3 separate regions of the Rattus norvegicus genome follow, and all the other regions are linked to region 2. A link is a contact called in public Hi-C data. All regions are on one chromosome and are shown on one strand. Each heading gives the region's core, a stretch centred on a gene start, on an enhancer-like site or on the middle of the called end of the contact. The rest is flanking DNA. Distances are from core to core; before and after follow the strand shown.

Region 1 (3,686 bases), core at 1,072-3,571, 120 kb before region 2:
CAAAAATGCTTGGTATTTTCAAAAAGTACCATCTCCAGAGAAAAATGAACCTTAGGCTGGGGGTGTGGCTCGGTTGTATCGTGTTTGCCTACCCTGCACAGAGCCCTGAGTTCCAGCTCCGACACTAAATAGGAGAGCTGTGGTGGCATGCGCTGTAATCCGGCACTCCTGACACTTCAAGTGGGGACAGGGATCAGGAATTGAAGTTCAGCTTCAGCTACATAGCAAGACCAAAGCTACCCTATTTTAACATGATTGGTTTTTTATCTCCTAAAAAAGTTAGATATTGAAAAAGGAAACCAAGAACTCCTAATTAGGACTTAAAAACCAGTCATTCAGGCCAGTAGGCAGGAAGACACCTTAGACTTTAGGGCCTTGAGTCTTCTACATTGTAGCTGGGAGAGTCATTTCTTTTGGGACAGTGGCTCTTGCCAAAACATAACACCCATGAAGGAATATCTCAGAAAGTGCAGAGTGAGTTCACACATCCTACCTTATCTCCCTCCCTGAAACACATACATAGATAGAGGGAGAGGTAGAGGAGAGGGAGAGGGAGAGGGAGAGGGAGAGGGAAAGGGAGAGGGAGAGGGAAAGGGAGAGGGAGAGGGAGAGAGCCACACCCAGAATGTTCCAGTCACCTGTACCTTCCAGTAAGCAGTCACCTGGCCTGTTCTCTGGGCTTCTCAAGGTCTGGCCTTCCTTGCAAGGGGTCCCTCCTGCTGCATACACTGCCTATTCCTTTCTTCTGCTTTTGTGCTGCTCCAACAGAATAATTGAGACTGTTAATATATAAAGAAGAGAGACTATTTGTTCACTCTAAGGGCTGGGAATTCCAAAGCTCAGGGCCAGCATCTGGCAAGAGCTTTCTTGCTGGAGATCCTAAGGTAAACAGAGAAAAGTAGTTTGGGACTGATGGGTGCTTGCTTTTATATCTCCCTCTTGTGACAATAAACCTACTTCTGTGACAATGACATTAATCCGAGGCGGAGCTTCATGACCAAAACACCTCTTCAAGATCTCCCTTCTCAGAACCATGGTACTGGAGATTAAGTTTCCGACATGAAATCTTCCGGATGCACTCATGCAACAGCACTGCACAGTAAGCCATCCCCAGAGAACCTCATACAGACTAGACAGGCATGAGCGAAACTATCCCGGCTTCATCCCTCTGTCGTTGTCTGAGTTGGGAAATTCATGACTGTAGACATATACTCTATGGCTGAGTAATTTAAATATGTCTACAACCAGTGTCCTATATATGCATGTTTTTCATGGGAAACATGCACATTTGAAAATAAATCAGACAAAATTTATACTAATGTGGAATGTCATCTGCCACAGCACTTAGATCATTCTAGGACATTTCAAACTTAGGAGTCACATGTTGCCAAAAGAATCCAGGCACGGTGTCTCATGACTGTAACCTTAGCACCCAGGAGGCTGAAGCACGCGAATGCCATAACCTCAAGGCCAGTCAGGACAATTCAGTGAAACCTTGTCTCAAAATAAAAGAAAGAGCTGGAGATGAAGTTCAGTGACAGAGCCCTTGGCGTGTGTGTGTGTGTGTGTGTGTGTGTGTGTGTGTGTGTGTGTGTGAGAGAGAGAGAGAGAGAGAGAGAGAGAGAGAGAGAGAGAGAGAGAGAGAAGACTAAAAATAAAATTAAAAACTAAAGTTTAATGGGTACTACAAAATCCCCAGAATGTCAGACTGAGTATAAATACCCTACACAGAACCAACACAGCCTCACAATTAGACAGTGTTGATTTAGAAGGTTGGGGATCACAGCTTATTATCCCTCAGTTCTCCTGGAGCCTATGGATTTGGGGGTATACTTGGGTGTGCAACCTTCACTGCCTGATGGGATAAAAGAACAAACAACTAGTAACAACTAGGTCCATCCAGATCAAACAAACAATGGAGCCCTAGGGGAGGGTCAGAGCCCAAGGAGAAGGTCCAAAGAATTCTAACAGCAGAGATCTATTCTCAACTATGTTTAACTGAGATGAGGCAATATGGTGCTCTAGTGAGAACCATGCACCAAAGGTCAGGACACAGGGGTTTACTCCAAGCTCTGGTTCTGCCATTAACATTTATGTCGCCTTGAGTGACTCAGTCTCTCCGAGGTCCACTCAACTTACCTCTGAAAAGAGAGAGGTCCTTCATGGTCTGAAATTTTCTTTGGCTGCTTTGAGACATAGTTGAACATTCATTAGGGTGCAGATACTGGCTTTCTTGCTTGACAGTGCTTAGAGAGTGGGAGCATGTTGGAATCAAGCTCTGTATCATTGACTCATGTCTGTACACTGGAATCCAGGGAAAGAGTATGCTGAGTCACTCAGAGAACACACCCTGAAGCTGAGGGCTGTGGACAAGCTGTTCCTCACAGCATGCTGCTCCAGGTCAGACGGAAAAGCCGGTGGAAGCTAGTACTGAGGATATTAGTCTCATAGGCAGGCAGCTGCCAAGAAAAAACTCAGAGGACCTGAACTAGTGTTCCTGATGTCACCGTATTCCATAGTTGGGGTAGTCTCTTCTCATCCCCAGGTTCGATAGTCACTTATCTCATAACTGTGACAAAAATCCCAGGGAAAAGCAACTTAAGAAAGGGTCTATTTGAGCTTGAGGTCAAGAGGGTGTGGTCCAGAAAGGTGGGAGTTTAAGGCAGTAGGTTACACTGTACTGGAGGAATGTCAATGCTAGCTCATGTTCTCCTTTTGATTCAGTCAGAAATTCAATCCTCAGGATGTTATCCCTCATACTTGGGGTCGGTCTTCCACCTTGTTAGCCCAATCTAGACACTTGAGAAAGAGATGTGCTCAGAGATTTTTTTCCTAGGAGAGTCTAGATCCCTTTGAGTTGACCATATAAACAGCACACCCTGTTTGGGCTGCTATAACAAAATAATTTGTTTCCAGGAGATTCAATGCCCTCTCCTAGACTCCACAGGTACTCATGCTCACATGTATGCATAAACACACATGTCCACATGCACAAGCACACACAATAAAACAATAATTTAAAAGGAAAAATTGACACTCCCATTTTAGAAACCCAAACTTCCACAGGTTGAGAATGTGAAATATTTCTTTGTATGTTTGTTTTATTTCTGAATTTGTGGATGTTTAGGAGTGGGGTGTGAATGCATGACTAAATATGACAGGTGGGGAGCATGGAGGGACGTTTCGGAGAGGCGTTGTCAAATACCAGTCAACAAGTAACTGAAGAGCCGTTCTGACGTTCCCTGAGTCACTCTTCCCTTACCCATATACTTTGTGAGAAGCTCGAAGTCCATAAAAAAGACCGTGAGGTTTCATTATACATGGCCCTTGTTCACAGCAAGCAATATCTAAAACACAACATCCTGAATTAGACATAGATTAATTACAAAGGAAGGAGAAAACGAAGAGGGTCAATATTTATTGAGTATCGTCTGTTTGCCAAGAACTATACTGGGTACTTTATACACATGAATTAACCTTTGCAGTGAGTTAACCTTTATGGTGACATTAACCCTAAAGTATCCCTCAGAATGGCTTCCTTATAGAGATAAATGTACTGAGGCTTAGAGAGATTAAACCGATTGTCAATTATCACAGTTACCACAAGACAGAACCAGGCCTACCTAGGACTTTACAGCAGCGCTCTTTCTCTCTCTCTCTCTCTCTCTCTCTCTCTCTCTCTCTCT
Region 2 (3,721 bases), core at 673-3,172:
ATGCAGAGTACTTATTGGCCAATATCCTAATCTGTGTCAGAATTGGGAGGATGCCCCGAGGGTCAAAGCCTCTGTATTGTGGGGAGAGTGTGTGGCATTTTGCATTTCTTTTGTGCTCTACTAATTTAACATACTTTGCTTTTTATTACTGGATGTTTTAGGCAACAGACTAGTCAGGAAAACAAACAGGCATGCAAAACAGTGGTTTTACTTTATTTTAAACATATCCTTGGATTTATTTATCTTATGTGTATGGTGTGAGGGTTCCTTGGAGGTCAGGTGATGATGTTGGATTCCCTGGAACTGGAGTTCCAGATGGTGGTGAACTACCATGTGACTGAAGGGAACAACCCCAGTCTTTGGCAGCATCAAGTGTTTGTAATGTTGGGCCATCTCTCCAGGCCCCCAAAAAGAGTACTTTTAAAAAAGTACTTATTTATTTAAGATAGGATGGATAATGGCTGGCTGGAAGTTAGAATGGATGCAATCAGTTTGTCACAGAAAGATGAATGAGATTGCAGTGTGGTTGGAGACCCATCATCCCTTCTGAAAGCCTGCTCTTGAATTCTCATTGGGTTCCCTTGTCTCTGTCTCTGTCTCTGTCTCTGTCTCTCTCTCTCTCCCTCCCCCTCCTTCCCTCCCCTTTCTCACGCATGTGTGTGCACGTGGGTGTGGGTGTGTGTGGGTGTGTGGGTGTGGGTGCACGAACTGTAAGCCACACAGAACTAGTAAGGGTTCTAGTCCTCATTTGGTAGTACCTCACCTGTTCTGAGCAGGACTGAGTGAGCACAGTAGAAATCCTGCCTGCCAAGGAGTGTCTTTATGCCAGGGAGTCTTTATGCTCCTTATTAAGGAAATGGAGAGGGGAAAAAGCACATACATTTAGGATTGCTGCTGCTTTGCTTTGTTTCCTGAAAAATAATTGAAAGGCACAGTTAGGTTTATTCTCCCATTTATCAGACTGGGGTTCTAGATAGATGTCTGTGAATCAAACCTGTTTTATACAGAATTATGGATGATTGCAATGCACAATCTTGTCCTTTGGGTTCAATATCTGATTTTGTAATTAATAATTATTGTTCTTATTTTCTAAATGGGAGTTTTAATGTGTATTTCCCCCCTTTGGATGTTGAATGTGATATACAACACAGAGTCCTTGAGGACTCTATGAACATAATTATTCTCCATATAAAAGTTAGTTTTTAGTATGTGAAAAACCAACAATCACTCATTTTTTTACACATATGTATCAACATGAGTCTCTGGTGATTGCTTTTATACTAGTCTAAAGTTCGAATTTTAGCATTAGTCCCAGTTCTATGTGGAAGGAGAAAAATATCCAGTTCTGACCAGAACGCTCTGTAATATAAAAGTTTATAGAAGAAGTCTGTTTTTTAGTGGATTAATGCTAATTTGCTGTGAGTTCAATACAAATTAGGTAAAGCTGGGGTTCCCCCTCCCAGAATTGGATTGTTTGTGCTAAAAACTGTCATTCGAATTCGCAACTCCTTCAAAACTGTTACTACAAAAACAAATTATTTTCTTATTCAGCCTAAAAACAAAAACATTTCTCCCAAACTATCCGCTTTAATATCCACGTTTTTAATCGACCTGATTTAAAGGTAATTTGCAAGAAATGCATTTCTGCATGTCTCCCGGAGTTGGAACTGGGACAGCAGATTTGGAGGGGGTGATTTCATAAACCCTTTTCCTCCTAGGAGACACCTTGAGGGCTCCCGAGGTGGGTGCAAGAAGAGAGCCCCTTTAGCTGCAGTCAGGACCCCAAGAGTTAAAGGGAGCGAGCCCCTACCAGCGGCTCCCCGCCCCACTGTCCCCACCCTCTCCTTTTGGCTGGGGATTAAAGTGCTCCCCCCTGTGGCAGCAGTGACCCAGAAATGAGTCTGCGTCCCGGCGCTTCCTCTGCCGCCAGCCGCACGCCCTACCGGGAGGGCCTGGGCGCGCCGGGCCGGCCGAGCGCGCGGGCGACAGCAGGGGCTCGCCCGGCTCCCCGCGCGGCCTCTGTGGCCCGGACTCATGCGGCGCAGCGTGCAGCCCGCGGAGGCCCAGCCCGTGCGCAGCAGGTACGCGGGGGCGGAGGCGCGGGGGCGCGCGGGTCGGGGTGCGCGTCTCAGGCCGCGGCCGCGGCGGCTGCAGGACGAGCCGAGAGACTCAGCCATATTTGATGGTTTTGTTGCTTCGCTCGGGAGTTCTCGGGAGTAATGTAATGCCGAAGGTCGCTGCCTAGTGGAAATAATATAGTACGTCATTAATATGGCGCCAAAAGATTGGGCTGTGGATCTGTAGCGCGGAGGGAGGAGGCGGCCGCCCGCGCCGAGGCACTATCCCACCAGCAACTTGGGCATCGCCGGGTGGGGGCCGGCGACGAGGCCGGGATGGCCGCGGAGCCCGGGAATTGATCGGTGTCGGATCAGTAAGTTCTATTCCGATTATTATTTTCAATCGGAGGAGGGCGAAGGCTTAGAGCTTTTCCTTTTAAATGTACGAAGAACATGAGGCTTTTCAGGTGATTCATCCAACGTTTTCAGCAGCAGAAACCCAGTTTATACATTAAAAAAAAAAAAGCCAAAGTGCCTTAGGCTGCGTGAAAGTGGAAAGAAAGCATAGTAGCTAGCAACTTGGTAGACAGATGGCAATGGCAGAGCGCAGGTTCGCGTACATACATGTTTCCAGAGTGTTTGACAGTGTGTGTGGGGAAGGAGGCTGTGAGGGTATGTTTTTCCAAACATAGGTGTGAGGGTGGTACATCTGTGTGAAGTGGCCGCAGCCCTGGTTCTTGTCACCGCGTCACCACATGTCCAACATATTCATTGCATCAATTCAAGGGCAGTGAGAAGGGGATGAAGGGACCGCTTGGCAATTAGATTTTTCTAGAATGGGTTTCCAATGATGAGACCTTTTACTTCCAGCGAGACTGCTTGTAAAGTGTAAGACTTCATCGGTGAAATTGGGAAGGACTTCATCAGTAGAGCAAAGTACCTATTAATCATGAACTTAAAACGGACTGCAGATTGCAACCTTTGGCACCATCTGCAAATTGTGGGGGTGGGGTCTCTGGGTCTCCTGGCTCCCCTTGTAGCACATGCACACGCGGTGTGCACCCCGGGACTGCAAGTTGCAAAACCTTCCCGTGCACGTGTCTGGTGCCTGTGAGTGTGTTTGCGAGTTGGGTGCTGTTGTTCGGTAGCCAGTAGGCTTTCCGGGTCGGCTCGGCTTAGGCTTGCAAATGCGGGAGAGGGATGGAATGTGGAATGTTGACCGGAGAACCGAATCCTTTCGGAACGGTCCCATTTGCTGGAGAAATTCGATACCTTCCACCTCCTACCCGCCCCCCAACCCCCCTCCCGCCCGCCTTCGGGCAGGAGGCGGGGCTGAGGACGCCGCTGCTGCTCAAAGTGGCGGAGCGCAGCGGCGGGAGGCAGGTGCACAGCACCGCCGGTGGGGGTGCCTCAACTTCCGCGGGCGTTTAAATAGCAGCGGGGCTCCCCTCCCACCGGTAATAGGTGACCTGGCGCTCGCGGGCGGCGGGGGAAGGGACTGGGTACGCCGGGGCACGAGCCTACGCGGCACGTGGGCAGGTGCTGGTTGGCCCCGGGGCCAACTTTTGCAGCCCGCCCTCCGGTGCAGGCGAGAGGCAGCGGGCGCAGAGACGGGGCCGGGCGGCGGCCCCAAGGCGGCTCCTTGTCGCTGCCCGAGCGTCGCC
Region 3 (3,625 bases), core at 220-2,719, 70 kb before region 2:
GAGATTTTTCTTCTCAAATAAAAAACTTGTAAAATCTGTATAAATAGAGTACTCACGAAGCCTACTAACAGACATCATTTGGGGAAGGTCCCTCATGTTTGTTTGTTTGTTCTTTTTTTTTTTACTTCCTCCTGCATCTCAGCCCTTTCTGAGCACTTAAACAAGTGTTTAATGGTTTGTGAAGAGACAATAAAACTCTAGGAAAGAATTCAATTTAAAGGAAATCATTTTAAAAATTGACAAATCCATTTATAGTTCAATAACCATCTCCTAATTTATTGGGTTAATAAATTCCGGATTTGGAGCAGCTAGATTTTTCTGGCATTTTTATTGTAGTAAAACATATGTAGCATAAAATTTGCCATTATAACCAATTTTTGATGGCACTAAGGACATTCACATTGATGCAGTCATCACGATTACTCATCTCTAGAACATTCCGCAACTGTCCCCAGCTCTCTGCCATTAAACACAAACTCCCCATCCCTTATTCCTTTCATACAGTCTAATGTGCATCCTTTACCAGACATGTGTCTTGCTAATATTTTTCACCCACTCTATAGGTTGCCTTTTTCCTTCAATGCACAAAATTTTCTAGTTTGGGGGTGGTTTCACAACTCAGTGGTAGAGCATTTTCCTAGTGTATATGAAGAAGAAGTGCTTTTAATTTTCATAGAGTGGGGGTTGAGGATTTAGCTCAGTGGTAGAGCCTAGGAAGCGCAAGGCCCTGGGTTCGGCCCCCAGCTACGAAAAAAAAGAACCAAAAAAAATTTTTTTTCTGTATGTCCACTGTCTGACAATTGCTAATTTCCTGAAGCATTTCTACTTGATGTTTGGAGTATTGAATAGCAGTAGCTGTTTTGTTTTTGTTTGCTTGTTGTTTGTTTCTCTTTGCATTTTGGAATAGTAACAGCAACCATCAATCACCTTTGCAGAAGGTGTGATTGACAGGTGTCACGCTCAGTACCTTTTGAAACTAAAATATTACTGACTTATTTTGCTTAAAATGAGTTAAATCTTCCTTTGGGTACTTCTGGAAATTTCTCAGAAGACTGCCTCATGTGCTCCAGAACAAACGCCTTGTTCTGTTTTTGTTTTTCCACTTCAGGCTCCATTATTTTGCCTGGGCTGCCATTGACCCTTGTGAGGTTTTAATGTTCCCGATGTCTTCCAACTGCATATGCTTTCGAGGCCTCTGAAGTGCCCTCTTCATCCTGAACCAGGTACCTCCAGCTTCCTTGCACAGAAACCTGTCACTTTCCTACCCTGGGGAAGTCACAGAGGTTCGCATAGAACATGATGGACTGAGTGCTGAGGTGCAGGTTAGGGACCCAAAGTACTGCTAAAGAAAATATTGACACATGCTAAGTGTAAGGAAGACTTTGTTCAGAACCACTGTGCAAGGTGTCAAGATTATTACAAGTGGGGAGAAGACTGGGCTTTCCTCCAAACACAACAAGGGCAGGATTCATACCCAAAGAGTGAGTGCTTATGTGAACAGAAAGGCCAGAGAATGGAAAATTACATCAAGGGATCCTACTTAAACTGACTCAATAAGATTCTTGTAGAAGATAGGCCATAGTTATCAGGTGCCAAAAGGACAGGAAGAGGAATTTAATTAGATACTCAGATTGCCTCTAGATGACTCAACTCTTAGAACAATGAGAGTGGGTTAGGAGCCTGGACACAGACTGCTGAAGAAGAGAACTTGACAAAGAGCCTGACCATCAGGTTCATTCCAGGAGAGAACCTTTGTCCATCTCTCCCCTATTCAAAGCAGGAAGAAAGACCCAATGTAGCCCAGGGACAATTTCCCTGTGACACATAAAGTTTCTCTGTGGTTACTCTACTCTGATACTCTGTTTGCAAAATAAATCTAGTCTAATTAGATTTGTCCTGGTTACCACATTAGTAAAACATGAACGCTAAAGAGACACATAGTTTTCTTTGCTGGTATTTTCCATAAGGATTCAGATTATATATATAAAAAACCTCCTGAGAAGCTAGGGAGATGGCTCAGTGGGCAAAGTTCTGGCTATGCAAGTGTGAGACCCTAAACTGGGACCCCCAGCATCCATGGATACCTTGGGCAAGGTAGCTTGTAATCCCAGTCCTGTCAGGACAGACACAGGAGGGTCCCTGCCTAGCCAGTCAACAAAGTCAGATCTGTGAGTTTCAGGTTAATTTGTAAAAATAATGTGGGACCTGAGACATGACTCGGGGTTGAAGATGTTTGCCACCATAATGACCCGAGCTTGTTAGAAAGAGAGAGTTGGTTTCTGTGTGTATTCTTCTGGCCTTTGCATGCATAACACACACAAACACTACACACAAAGTCCCTTGACACTAGGAAGCCATAGCAGAACAAGGCCTGGGACTAATTCTTTTTCTTGCTCTTGAGTGTTTCTATGCTCTTTTCCTAGTTGGCACAAAATATATACACTGCCCTTCCCCTGAATGCACTTTCAAGCCCCCTTAACCATTCTGACCCCTGTTGGATGCTCTGTCAGGGAGGTGCACTAGGGGAGGCGACCCTAACCTAAGGTCACATCACCTGGTTCTGCAATAAGTTATAACCACGTGGTCATATCTGATGTCTCTACCACATTCCTGTTATAGTCTGTAACAAAGAGGATATGTTCACGCCGAACTTGTGCAAATAATAAGATCACCATGGAAATAAGAATATTCAATCAGAATTTCTGAATTTGGAAAGGATCAAGCAAAGGAAAAAAAATGTGTTTCATTTCTGTTTACAAAGGTATAATCATTGCCATGAGTTATAGATAGCTTAAAGAGAAAAAAAGTTCCTTATAACTCCCTCCCCCAACCCCGCTAAAAAAAACATCAAAGACAACTTTATAAATACCCAAACTAAAAGCAATAATCACCCTTCATCAGCTGCCCAGTACAGGGCAGTTAACCCCTGCTTGCCCAGCTTGACCGTGAGTGAGCAACTTCATGAAATAAGCTTCTCGCTGAAGTTGGAAGACCTAACAAGGTAGTGGCAGGTCTCACAGCCACCACGCTGTGAGCCCTGAGTGCCTGCCTGGCTAGTTTCTTTCCTTGAGTCTCTGTTTCAAAACATTCCCTGTTTTTGTAGTGTAGGCCGGCCTGGAACTCTGTGTATAGCCCAAGCTGGCTCCAAACTCCCCATGTACTCGCCACAGCTTTCTGAGTGCTGACGGTGCAGGCATATACCACCTTGCCAGCTTACTGGAAGGCTGGTTGTGTGTGTGTGTGTGTGTGTGTGTGTGTGTGTGTGTGTGTGTGTGTGTGTGTGTGTGTGTAGGATTGCCCAGAGCTGATTGCAGAAGATAATCAGAGTAAAACAGTAACTCTCTGTGGAAGGCAAAACTTTTAGCATGGCCATGCTTAAAGACCTAATGGGAGTCCGTGCAATAAGAAATCTAGGGGGCTGGGGAGCTAGCTCAGTGATTAAGGGTACTGGCTGCTCTTCCATAAGGCCCCAGTTCAATTCCATGTACCCACATGTTGGCTCACAACCATCAGAAACTCCAGATCCAGAGGATTTGACAAACTCTTCTGACCTCCTGGGGCACCAATCAGGAATGTGTCACACAAACATACATACAAAATATTCATATGCATGAAATATTCACAT

Evidence for each region. Hi-C and Micro-C count contacts between places; a contact is called where the count stands out from the background.
Region 1: a Hi-C map of mammary epithelial cells shows a contact between it and region 2, with 1.9 times the contacts expected there. The contact joins the enhancer-like site here to the promoter of Jade1 in region 2. A contact is called at or near these places in 3 of 12 Hi-C or Micro-C datasets (the A7r5 cell line, mammary epithelial cells and psoas muscle).
Region 3: a contact with region 2 is called in a Hi-C map of liver, with 1.9 times the contacts expected there. The contact joins the enhancer-like site here to the promoter of Jade1 in region 2. A contact is called at or near these places in 5 of 12 Hi-C or Micro-C datasets (the A7r5 cell line, kidney, liver and 1 more).

The regions. Positions count from the first base shown.
Region 1 is chr2:126,345,915-126,349,600 of GRCr8, forward strand. No RefSeq gene overlaps it. Among named protein-coding and RNA genes, the nearest start is that of Jade1, 120 kb to the right of the region's middle. Within about 2 kb of position 2,322, at least 28 of the 93 cell types and tissues checked have an H3K27ac peak or open chromatin away from gene starts, as enhancers often do. A contact at or near this core is called in the A7r5 cell line, where this site is marked.
Region 2 is chr2:126,469,202-126,472,922 of GRCr8, forward strand. It overlaps Jade1 (jade family PHD finger 1), which reads left to right and starts at 1,923. Exons shown (of 11, transcript NM_001415052.1): 1 at 1,923-2,081.
Region 3 is chr2:126,399,947-126,403,571 of GRCr8, forward strand. No RefSeq gene overlaps it. Among named protein-coding and RNA genes, the nearest start is that of Jade1, 69 kb to the right of the region's middle. Within about 2 kb of position 1,470, at least 7 of the 93 cell types and tissues checked have an H3K27ac peak or open chromatin away from gene starts, as enhancers often do. A contact at or near this core is called in liver, where this site is marked.